2 separate regions of the Mus musculus genome follow, and region 2 is linked to region 1. The links are chromatin contacts, called in public Hi-C maps. All regions are on one chromosome and are shown on one strand. The core of a region is the stretch at or near the end of the contact, and the rest is flanking DNA. Distances in the headings are between cores, read along the strand shown. Region 1 has its middle 25 kb from the start of Cxcr4. Region 2 has its middle 62 kb from the start of Gm23056.

Region 1 (6,276 bases), core at 1,833-4,332:
TTTGAGTTTCCTCCATTAAAAACTACCAGTTAACGGAACCTGTTTGTGCTTGCTTATAATTGCAGCGTGCAAAGATTGAGTCAGGAGGATTGCCAGGAATCTGAGGCTATCCTGGGCTATTTAGTGAGTTTGGGGCTAGCCTGGGCTATGTAGAAGGGCTGTTTCAAACAAAGCAACCACTATTTATAATATTAATATCATCATCAAAACCAACAGTAATGGTGGGCAAGCTTTGTTTCTTAGATTTCTTTCTCTTCTTTTTCCTCCTCTAATGCAAGCATTTATCTTGGCCTTTTGGTATTCACCCCTAACTTACTTTCTCTCTTTCTCTCTCTCTCTCTCTCTCTCTCTTTCTTTCTTTCTTTCTTTCTTTCTTTCTTTCTTTCTTTCTTTCTTTCTTTCTTTCTTTCTTTCTTCCTTTCTTTCTTTCTTCCTTGTTTTTTTTAAATATCAGTTCTAAATGGACAGAGAATTACACACAGAGTAGTAAAAGCAAGCTCTGTACTTTAAAAATCAGATTTCTACTGACTCACTAAAATAGAAAAACACCATTTTATAATGGAGTGTCTCACAAGTTACCATTGCTAAGCTATTCTCTAGGCTTTGTAAGGAACAAGATATATCAGGAACATTTTATAGCACAGCTTCACTTTTAGTGTGTTTGTGTGCTGGTGTGTGTGTGTGTAATATATGATTTCAGGTGCATGTGTGTGTATGTGTGAGTGCGTATGTGTGTGTGTGTGTGTGTGTGTGTGTGTGTGTAGGTGCATGTGTGTGGTGTATGAATTCAGGTGCATGTGTGTGTGCCTGTGTGTATGTGCAGGTGCATGTATGTGGTATATGAATTCAGGTGCATATGTGTGTGTGTGTGAGTGAGTGTGTGTGAGTAGGTGCATGTGTGTGGTGTATGCATTCAGGTGCATATGTGTGTATGTGTGAGTTTGTGTGTATGTGCAGGAGTGTGTAGTGCATATGCAGGCGCATGTGTGTGATATAAGAATTCAGGTGTGTGTGTGTGTGTTTCAGGTGCATGTGTATGTGAACATACGTGTGGAGATCAGAGGTCAACCTTCAGTGTTACTCTCCTCACCAGCTCATCTTGTGTTTTGAGACAGTCTCTCACTGACTTGGAACTCAACAAATAAGATAGGGAGGTTGGTCAGTGAGTCCCAGGGACCCCCTGTCTGTCTCTCTACTGATGGGATTATGAACATGGGCAACCATGTTCAAGGCTTTCTTCTTTATGTGAGTTGTGAGAATAAAACCCAGGTCCTCATTGTTAGCAAGACCAGAACTTTACTGTCCAAGCTGTCTCTCCAGTTGCTATCATTTTGAACAATGTTTTCTTATTTCATATTTAGACTTAGTCTGGAGTTTTATTAGAAAACCGGCAAACAAATGTTAGGTTTCTTTTGCCTTTGGTCAGGAACTCCATTATCTAAGGTCAGTGGAAGCAGGAGATGGCCTAGGCTTTCCTGGAGAGCTTTTGGACACTTTGTTTCTATTGCTATTGTTTAAGGCTGAAAGAAACATGGGAGTTAAAGGAACAGAGAACTTTCTACTGGAATTGTAGCATTGTCACAGATTAAGATAGGTGTTTTTATTTCAGGAAAGAGGTGATGGGGTGGAAAGAACCTTCCTCTTTGCTACTTAGATTATACATCCCCCCCTCCCCACCCTGCCAGGGACCAGGACGTAGTCTAGTTGGTATAGTGTTTGCCTAGCATGTACGAAGCCCTGGATTCAACCCTAGCACGATGTAAAGTGGGTGTGGTGGTGTGTGCCTATAGTCCATGCACTTGGGAAGTAGAAGTATAAAGACAAGGCAGGGGAGAACAAAAATATTGACACTCCCAGATAACTGCCCACCTGGCGTCCCCTCAGGCCTGACTGTCACAAGCCAAATGTGGCTGGCAAGGTGCCCAACATCCAGAAACACCTCATGTGGAGGGTTTCAGCTGGGTCTGTCAAATTTCACCAGTTTACTGTTATCTCTCTTTCCCCTCCACCTTTCCACGTATGGCATGCTCGCTAGGATTTCTTCCTTACTGTTTGTAAGGCTATTTCTTTGCCTTTCAAATCAGTCTATCAGGGCATTGACTTTAGGGGAGGGGGAGGGGAGGTGAAAAGAAAAGAATCCAGGGAGGCCCCACCTGCACCTCTTCCTGTCAGGGTGTTCACTGAAGCACATTTATTAAGCTGACTTGTGCCCGGTCTGCTCTGGACTCTACATTTATCACTGAGAAATATCAAACCTTCATGCGTTTCTGTGGAACTCAGATTCTCCTGCAGGCAAGCCAGAACACACGAGTCACCACCCAAGTCAATTTCCACATCCTCATGAGTTTAGTCAATTAATACTTGTTTTTAATGGTCTTACAAATTGAGTGCAGTGTGTGTGTTGAGGAACACTTGTGTGTACCTTAAAGCCAGAGGACAACCTAAAGGCTGGTGTCTTGGGTACCATCCACCTTGATTTTTGAGACAGAATCTCTCATTAGCCTGGAGTTACCAATTCAGCTAGGCTGGCTGGCCAGTGAGCCCCAGGCTCCACCTGTCTCTACCTCACCAGCATTGGCATTACAAATGTGTGCCAACACTCCTACTTTGTGTTTTTAAAAGGTTTATTTGTATTTTAAAAAAGATTTTATGTATATGTGTGTCTACATGCGGGCTTATGCACACCGCTACAGGTACCCTCAGAGGCCAGAAGAGGGAGTTGGATCTCCTGGAGCCGGGATAACAGATGGTTTTGAGCTGCTTAACCTGCGTGCTGGGAACTAAACTCCAGTTCTCAGCTAGAGCAGTACATGCTCTTAGCCACTGAGCTGTCTCTCCAAACCCACACCTGACTTCTTAATCCGGGGCTGTAACTCAAGAGCTCATGCTTGCACAACCTGCACTTTACTGACCACTGTCTCCTTAGCCCCATTGAGGCAATTCTTTTATGAAGGTCTCAGTCTAGAAAATCCTTATAGGCGTGGGCGGCATCTTGTAGCTAGCTCTTCTGCTCTGGACAGTACACCAGCCTCAGCTCACATCTGCTCCTGTCTGTCTGGGCTCAAAGCCTTGCTGGTGTGGAGCTGGAAGATCACACCCCACAAAACCTGATGATAAAGCATCATGTGGCGGATGACAGGAGGCTCAGCAGGGGGATATTAACACTCATTAGGATACTTTTTCCTGATCATAGATAATGATGCTCTTCTTTGTTCGACATCCCCAGTCAATTCATTCACTGCAGATTTCCAGACTCAGGACCAAATCTGAGCATCTGTGTAGGAACTGCTTCGGCGGCTGAATTAGCCATTTCAATTATGGAAGGGGGGGGGGCTTGAATGTCTCTTTTCCTTCATCATCTGTGGTAACTGCTTTTGAGGGGGATGTATGGAGCGGTTCATAGGAGGAAGCTGCATTAGCGGTGACATAACCTATTAAGCAGAAGTTATGAGCTCGGGAAGGGCAGGGACACACACAAGGATTTTAAATTGACACTTCATAATCTCTCCTCACCCGATTCTCTGCATTGGCTCTGTGCTGGACTAATTCCACCTTTATCTGCTTTTAAATAAAAATTTATGGATGGCAGCTGAGGTCCTATGTAGGGTCTTTGTGATTTGGGATTAAGATCCTTCAGTGCCCAAGTACCTCATTAGTGTGTGCACACTAGCCACTTGTGGGTAGTCAGGGGATGAGGAGTAACCAGGGAGAATGATGAAAGAGGGGGAGGGGAGGGCTGGGTTAGACAAAGAAAGAACAGATGTTTTAACATAACAATAATCACACAGCAGTAATAAATGTCGCAATGGCTAGTTTTTATTTTTATACTTTTAAAAAAATGTATGTGAGGTTCTTCGTTCATGAGTGTGTGTCTACCATTTGCTTGCTTGGTACTGGTGAAGGTCAGAAGAAGACACCAGGGACTGGAGAGATGGCTCGGTGGTGAAGTGCACTGGCTGCTCTTTCAGATTCTCAGCATTGGAATGGTGGCCCACAGCTGTCTGCAGCTCCAGCTCTAGAGGATTCGACTCTTCTGGCTTCTTTGGACTCTGCACACATAGATTTATGCAGGCAAAACACTCATGTACACAACTCTCTCCTCTCTCTCTGTCTTTCTCTGTCTCTCTCTGTGTCTCTGTCTCTGTCTGTCTGTCTCTCTCTGAGATAGGGTTTCTCTGTAGTCCTGACTGTCCTGCAACTCACTCTGTAAACCAGGTCTGGCTTTGCACTCACAGAGATCTGCCTGCCTCTACCTCCTGAGTGCTGCAACTAAAGGGGTATGTGCTACCAGCACCTGGCTTAAAAATAAAGAAGAAAACATCATGTCCTTTGGAATGGAAGTTATATAGTTGAACCACTGTGTAGGTGTTGAAAACCAAACCCTAGTCTTCTGCAAGATAGCAAGTACACTTGACTGCTGAGCCATCTCTCCAGCCCCGGATGGCTAATTTTACCTGCTAACTTGCCACAACCTAGAATCACCTGTTGTGGTGGATTTTCCAGAGAGATTCTTTTCTTCTACTTATCTCTCTGTTTGCACCAAGCACTCCCCAATGTGACATTCAACAAGCAAGAGTCTTTCTAATATTCTGTTATTAAAGTTTAGCTAGGCATGTTTGGCTGTTTATCCAAAGTCTTTATTTCAGTTCTCTGCTTCATTTATGTTGGGTCATGTGGCCTTCCTCTTGACTAAAGAGGTGTTAACAAGAGGTATCTTGATAAGTTTGAGGTGGTGACCCTAAATTTTTATTCTCCTTTCTATGTAAAAATATTGTGTTTTGGAAACTCTCTCTCTCTCTCTCTCTCTCTCTCTCTCTCTCTCTCTCTCTCTCTCTCTGTGTGTGTGTGTGTGTGTGTGTGTGTGTTACTGAGGATGAAACCCAAAGCCTTGGGCAAGCTAGACAAGCACTGAGCTATGTACCCAGTCCTTAGAACTTTGCACTTTGGTGGCAAAACAATCGTATCAGCCCTGGGCTTTTAACATATGGCATATATATATATATATATATATATATATATATATATATATATATATACACATGAATATTTCTGCTTTCCTTGAACTAGTTTCTTGGGGACCATTTAATATAGTACTTAGCAGAATGGATTGCATGAAGCTCTGGTTTTGACTCCCAGCACTTCATAAAACTTGGTGAGATGACACATGTTTGCAATCTGAGCATTGGGAGGTAGGCTGGAAGAGTAGAATTTTAAGGTCATCTCTCTCTACATAGCAAATTGGAGTTTCTATCTTCTATCTATCTATCTATCTATCTATCTATCTATCTATCTATCTATCTATCTATCTATCAACTATTAATCTATTATCTATCTATTGTTTATCTATTATCATCTATCTACTATCTATGTATCTTTGTGTCTATGAATCCATCCATCCATTCATCCATTCATCCATCCATCCATCTTATCTCTATCCCCTAACTAATATATGACATCTTCCCCATATGCATATTCATCTACCTAATTTTTAACATTTATTTATATTTATGTGTAAATGTGTAGCTGTGTGTGAGTTTGTACACATGAGTGCCATGCCTGAGGAAGCTGGAGGAGGGTGTCAGATTTTTTGGAGCTAGAATTACAGCTGATTGTGAGCTAACCAACATGGTGTTGGTAAGTGAACTCTGGTTCTCTGCAAGAGCAGCGAGCACTCTGATCCTCTGCGCTGTCTCTCCAGACAGCCAGCCACCTAGTTTCTTAAGTCAGAAACCTGTTTATCTCCACATCCTGTCGGTTATACCTAAAAGGTCTACCTCACAAATACCCACAAGCCAATCTCAGATCTAGTAGTGATGGCCACCGTTAGTCTGGCTTTGACCCCACCCAGTCATCTCCTGACCACAGGCAGAAACTTTAACGTGTCATTCCACATGTCTGTTTCAACACAGGGGCGTCCCCAGCATCCTAAACGAGGTCCTCCAGAGCCCAGCGGTCTTGTTTTCTCCCCCAACTTCACCTCTCATCACAATCCCTAGCTCCTCCCATCACTCGCTCTAGCTCCTCCCATCACTCTCCCGAGCTCCTCCCATCATTTTCCTTAGCTTCATTCATCATTCTCCCTAGCTTCCAATTCTTCAGAGGCAACAACGCGCTCCTTTCTAGCTCACTCTCTCCAACCGCTGAGCTCATTGCCTCATAGACTGCTGTTTTGACATCTCTGAGTCTGTTCCTTCCTACTTTGTCGTGTCGACTCCTATTCGTTCTCCTGGCAACAGCTTACTTACTCTCTCTCACCGCAGCCTTCTAATTTTCACA
Region 2 (6,276 bases), core at 2,008-4,507, 260 kb after region 1:
ATAATCTACTCTGTAGTAAATGTTCTGTCATGCCGCTCACGGGACTTCTTGGGACTCTAAGACAAGACAACTTTGTGCCACCTGTACCTAGGAGCTGTTCTAATTTTGTAAAACTTCTCATGAAAATTAGGTGCCCAAATGACCATCCATTTATTTATTTATTTATTTATTTATTTATTTATTTATTTATTTATTTATTTATTGAGATTATAGCACAATCACAACCTTTCTCCTCTCTCCAAGTTCTCCCATATACCCTTCCTTGCTCTCTTTCAAATTCATGGCCTCTTTTTAAAATTAATTGTCTGTTACATGAATATATTTATATTCCTGTATATATAACCTGTGCATCTGTACAATGTTATCTGTGTGTATGTCTTTATGGATGACTGCTTGGTATTAGATGGCCAACTGGTGAGCTCTTCCCTGGTGAAGGCTATTTCTCCTGCTCCCAGCTTTTCTCCGTTGCCTGCAGTTCTTTGTGTAAGGTTGAGGCCTTGTGAGCTTTGCCCCAGAAGTCTCACCATGAGTCCATGAACATGACTGCTCAGACATGAGCCCAACAAGGACTACACAGATGGACATGGCAAATGAGCTGCTTTGAAGGATTTTATATTTATTTTTTATGTGAGTACTGTTAAAGGCCAGAAGAGGGCATCAGAGCCCCTGGAGTTGGGAAGTTGTGAGCTATGTGCCCGGAGGTGCTGGGTACCAAACTCTGGTCCTCTGGAAGTGCAGCAAGTACTCTTAACCACCCATCTCTCTAACATCAAATGCTTGTGTACTGATCTTTACCTTACAGGTAGAGAATCAAAGCCTCCATGTGGATTTGAGATGAGGTGAAATCTACTCTTTTTCCCAGTCCCACTCTAAACAAATGCTGGCCCTCTCCTTCAGTTCATAAGAACAAAAGCTTCCTACACTTCCATGGGTGTGAGCAGATGTTCAGTGTGGGTGTGAGTGCAGTCGAGGGCTCTTTGCGGTCCCCACCAGCTGCCTCTGGGCTCTGCTCCGATGGCCCCCAGTGCCTCGCAGGGACCATTAACTCCACCCAGAGCCTTTGATTCTTGCTTTCAAAGAGTTCTGGCAACTTGACCCTTTCCTCATATGTCTTTGTTTCTTTACCCGTTTCCTTTCTGTAGGACTTTGCCAGGGTGCTGGGATATATTTCAAGGCTTCTGAAGGGGTCTAACCGACTGGAGGAGAAATTGTGAGAAGAGACTCACATTTGTGTGTGTGTGTGTGTGTATCCTGCATGCCCCAAAGTATCTTGCACACTTCAGTAAACCAGTCTGCAAGATCTGGAGAAAGAGAAAATTCCATAGCCCATCAGAATAGGCTGACTGAATCTCCCCTCTCCCCCTGTGAGTCTCTTATATTCTGGGTAAGTCTCTCTCTGTCTCTCTTGTAGGCAGATCCTGGAAAAAAAATACATGGTTCTCTCCCTTCATGTTCCACAGGGCATTAGGAGCGGGAGAGAAAACGCTCTAGGATCTGAGGGGTCCCATTTTCAAAGTATTCACCTCCACACCAGTGGTCCACTGTCTAGGCAGGTGCTGGACTTGTAGATTTAACCTAACTTGGACTAATTTCTTTTCTTTTTTTTAAATGGTGTTTGAGGTCTTGGGTGATGGCTCCATTGGTAATGTGCTTGCCTTACAAGCATGAGAACACAAGTTCAATACTCAGAACCTGTGTTAAAATTAAAGCATGGTAGTGTATGCTTGTAAACTCAGTGCTAGGGAAGTGGAGACAGGAAGCTTCTTGGGGGTTCCCTTAGCCAGCTGGTCTACCCTATTTAGCAGGTTCCACAAGAGATCCTCAGGAACATTAAGGTGGGTGGCTTCTAAGAGATGACAGTGGAGGTTGTCCTTCGGCCTCCAGATTTATGTTTATTCATGTACAATGTGCCTACACATACATGGACACACACACGTACACAAGCCTACACATACATGAACATACACATGTACACAAGCCTACACATACATGAACACACACACGTACACAAGCACACCTTCGTATGGAACCCACACGGGCTTTTTTCTTGTTATTATGCCATCAATAATAGAGCATAAGAGTTATGCACACAGCGTACACAACCTATGGTGTGCGTATGTTAGAAACCAGCACAGCTTTCTCATGCCACTGCTACTTCATAAGATTTGCAGCAATAGGTTGGGGTGGTTTGGGTTTGGGGAAGAGCTCTTGGGTGATTCCAGTGATTAGTGGAGTCTGCAAACAGCAGATGTCGTCAACGAGATAAAGGAAAGGCCCATATAACATTCAGGGGTTCTGCAACATGGCCAGTGAAAATGAAAGCAATTATCCAGAGAATCCCAGCACCAAAAAACCTCCTACATTTTTATTGGGATTATGCCTAACTTTCTGAAGCCTCGGGACAGGAAGCCCAAGTGCGTCCACACGCAGCTCCCGTGAGAGACGGCTGAGGTGGCAGTTTGAGCAGAGGGGGTGGCAATTGTGCTTTCTGGATGGTTTTGCTCCCTGTGGCCGTCACCCACTCTGGACATGCTGACAGCTCCCTCATTTCATACATGCTTATAGCTCATTAGTTTTCCAGCCCACAAGCTGTGAGTCTCCACTTTGACATGGAAAACACTGCCTGTTATTTATAGTGTGCCATGTTTGGGCTGGCCATCAGAAAATATATATTGAAACAATTTTCCACTTGTTTAAGTTTCTCCTCTCCTGTGGATTTTAGTCCTCTTTCTTTCTCCTTCCCCATCCCTCTTTCTCTGACAGATTCTCAGTCTGCAGTCTGTGCTGGTGTCAAATGCACAGTCCCTCTGCCTTAGCCTCTTGAATGTGTCCCCATGCCTGGCTCGAAAACTTCAATACATCTTTTAATAATATCTCATTTCAGGTTACTATCACTTGCATTATAACAGCCAGATGTCTTATCCTCATGTTTTGGGGGTCCACAGATTTACTTTTCCGCTGCATTGTTTCCCATACGACCAGTTGGCTCCGTGCTTCCTAACTTAAGTGTGGGAACTTTGGTCCTGCCTTTAGAGACCAAAAGGAATGCTTGCAGCCCCGTTTTGGGTCATTGTTCTAGGCTCTGCATTTGCTAAATGAATTTGTTTAATGCCAAGTTTCCCGGGAGAGAAGCTAGCCTATTTTAGTCCATCAAATTCATCATCTGCTTTTTATTGTCCTTGTGGATATCAGTGGGTTTAGAGGCCAACGACCCAAGTTACTCGAACGTCAATTGAGGACTGCCATCTAGTGGCCGGGCAACCTCTGTAGCTAATGATGTCTGTGGAACAACCTGCCAGAAAGGATCCAATTCTACCTGCTCCCTCGGCAGAGTCTTCTGACAGGCTAGATGCACCTTCCATTTCTGCTCTCTGATTCTTCAAAGTAACTGCCACAATGCCAGGGTAGCGACCTCCCTATGCCTTGAAGGAGGAGAAGTCATTCTCGTTCTGGTTGTAGTTATTTTTGGACCCGCCTTTGGGCAATGGTTTGAGCCAAGTTTTGAGAGGTTTAAAGCAAAAGTTTTAATACTATGCAAGGTAAGACAGAGGCTTGCAGTGGGGGCGGAGTCTCACCTGCCCAGCACTGGTTTTCTTTGATCTTCCTTCCTTCCTTCCTTCCTTTCTTTCTTTCTTTCTTTCTTTCTTTCTTTCTTTCTTTCTTTCTTTCTTTCTTTCTTTTAAAAAACCCTTTTATTTGAAAGATTTGTTTTATTTTTAATTATGTATATGTGTGTGCATCTGCTTGAGTGTGTGCAGATGAGTGACAAAAGAGAATGTCAGGATCCCTGGAGCTGGAGCTACAGGTAGTTGTGAGCTGCCCTTTATGGGTGCTGGAATCTTGGGTCCTTTAAAACAGTGGCACACACATGCATGTGTACACACACACACACACACACACACACTCTTATCTCCGTTGTTGGGCTCTCCTTGGTCTGGAGATGACTCAGACAGGAGTGACTGGCCAGTAAGTCGCAGGCATCCCTCTGTTCCCACTTCCTCAGGGCTGGGAGTACAGATGCATGCCACTGTGTCTGACTTTTCTTTTCTTTTTAAAATGTTTCTGGGAATTAAATTCAGATCCTAAGAGTTAAGTCAAGCACTTTACTGACTGAGTCACCCCCAGTCCCTGGGTGTGGGCTTGCTAAGTGTGACTCCTGCACTAGCAGCATTGATATTGCCTGTGACTTGTTAAGAACTCGCAGCCTCTTGGTCCCGGCTGGATGGGAAACTCTTGGGAAGAAGCCCAGAAATCGGTCGGAGTCTTAGCTGCTCCAGATGAACACTCAGCTTACAGCACTGTGCTGGGGAAAGGAGTCGGCTCTGGGCCCCAGGGTCCGACTCTGGGCAAACGGGAAGTAGATGGTCTCCAGGGTGCATTTGGTTCTCCACAACCCTCCTTCCTCTTCAGGGCCCTTTCCCTGTGCTATTTACCCAACAAACAGCATACCTTTATTAGGCGGATGCTACAAGCAAGCCATTGCTTCCAGTCGTGTAGAGAAGGGAGATGCTCAGAGAAAGGGACAGAGGACTTAGCTGTCATGACTTTGTTTTGTATGTGTTTCCATATGTCCAGGAGCGTGTGGAGGCCAGATGTGGTGACACAAACCTTTAATCCCAGCACTTTGGGGACAGAAGAAAGGAGATCTGTGAGTTTAAGGCCAGCCTGGTTTACATAGTGAGTTCCAGGACAGCCAGGACTAAATAGGAGATCCTGTCTCAAAAAAAAAAAAAAAAATCCAAACTAATTTTTCAAAAAAAATCTTTTGGGGAGTTAGGGGAGGTGTCACGGTGTCCATGCGGAGGTCACAGGACAACTTGTGGGAGTCAGTTCTCTTCACCAGGTGGGTCCTGGGCTTGTCCTCAGTAGCTAGGCTAGGAAAGAAGAGCTTACACCTGCTGAGATCTCACCCGCCCTCTACCTTATTTTGGAGACAAAGTGTTTTACTGACTTGGTGAGACTGGCTGGCCAGGGGTTCCCAGTGTTGGCATTACAATGTGTGGTGCCAGGCCCAGCCTTTTCTGTGGGTGCTGGAGATCTGAACTCAGGACTTTATACTGTCATCCCCCTTTACCCCCCATCCCCGCTCTCCAACAGTTGCCTAGGGGATGCCTCTGCTGCTCCCAGGACTCTGTTTAAAGAGAAGATCAGCAGAAGTGGGGTTTGATGGAGAACGTAGTACAGGTTTTTGGGAGATGAGTGTGGCTTCAGAGCTGCTTGAAACCTTTATAGCCTCCTGCCTGCAGCACTCAGGAGACATGCTTTGTTTTTAATTTTGTTTTGTTTTTTGTTTTGTTTTTCTAAATTGAACTCTAGTCCATTATAAAAAGATTAAAACAACATGCTGCGATTTCACCACCCAAAGGTTAGGCAATTCAAAAGCCAAGAGTCGACGTGTGCTTATTGAAAGGCCTTGGGGAAAACTGTCAATAGTTCTGGAAAGTTTGGCTGCCCGTTCAAAGACCTGTTTCATGCTCTGCATCAACCTGCCTGGATCAATACGGCCCGTATGTCGGCCAGCACATTTGCCTCTTGTTTAATTTGCCATTTATAAGTTTGGTCGGTCCAATGTGTCTAAGCAATTACAATGCAGAGAATAAATAAGCACGGCGGCCAATCAAACTGGATTTGCGGCACAATTAGACATCAAGTGCCCACAGAGCCGGGCATAGCACTCCACTCGCAGATGAGAATACAAATGTTTGCTTGTACATCAAATGAAGTCTCTTCTCTCTCCTGAATATAAATGGCTCCTGGATCGATCTTCCAGGCAGGCCCATGTGAGAGAGAGAGAGAAAAAGGCCCTGCTTTGTAAGCCGGAAGTCTCGCAGAGAGATGGTGCAAGGCAGAGGTCCCTACTTTTCTTCCTGTTCCTGTGGCAAAGCACTCTGACTGAAAGCAATTTAGGGGAGGAAAAGGTTTATTTGGGTTCCATGTCACAGTCTATCATGAAGGGAAGGTCCAGGCAGGAACTCAAAGCGACTGGCTGTGTGAGGTCCACAGTCAAGAACAGCGAGAAGTGAATGGACCCTTGCTGCATGTCTCCTTGCGTGTCACCCAGCTAGCTTTCTCTAGAGTCTAGGGTCCCACTGTGAGCGACGAACAGTCAAGACAATCCCTCACAGATGTGTCTACAGACCAACCTGATCTACGTAGTTCGTCAACTGAGACTCTCTTCCCAGGTGACTCTAGGTTGTGACAAGTTAATTAGAACTGTCACAGCAGTCTTGCAGAGTACCAAAGACAACTGTCCCCACCAGATCCTTTGTATATTAT

The links. A called contact is a pair of places that touch in the nucleus more often than the background predicts.
Region 2: a contact with region 1 is called in a Hi-C map of the N1E-115 cell line, with 11 times the contacts expected there. The contact joins two enhancer-like sites. A contact is called at or near these places in 1 of 15 datasets of contacts at CTCF or cohesin (stem cell-derived epiblast-like cells), 16 of 484 Hi-C or Micro-C datasets (the AtT-20 cell line, CD4 T cells, CD8 T cells and 9 more) and 7 of 115 datasets of contacts at active chromatin or transcription factors (the 230-238 cell line, CD8 T cells, bone marrow-derived macrophages and 4 more).

The regions. Positions count from the first base shown.
Region 1 is chr1:128,564,364-128,570,639 of GRCm38.p6, forward strand. No RefSeq gene overlaps it. Among named protein-coding and RNA genes, the nearest start is that of Cxcr4, 25 kb to the right of the region's middle. Within about 2 kb of position 3,083, at least 11 of the 459 cell types and tissues checked have an H3K27ac peak or open chromatin away from gene starts, as enhancers often do. A contact at or near this core is called in the N1E-115 cell line, where this site is marked.
Region 2 is chr1:128,821,169-128,827,444 of GRCm38.p6, forward strand. No RefSeq gene overlaps it. Among named protein-coding and RNA genes, the nearest start is that of Gm23056, 62 kb to the right of the region's middle. Within about 2 kb of position 3,258, at least 64 of the 459 cell types and tissues checked have an H3K27ac peak or open chromatin away from gene starts, as enhancers often do. A contact at or near this core is called in the N1E-115 cell line, where this site is marked.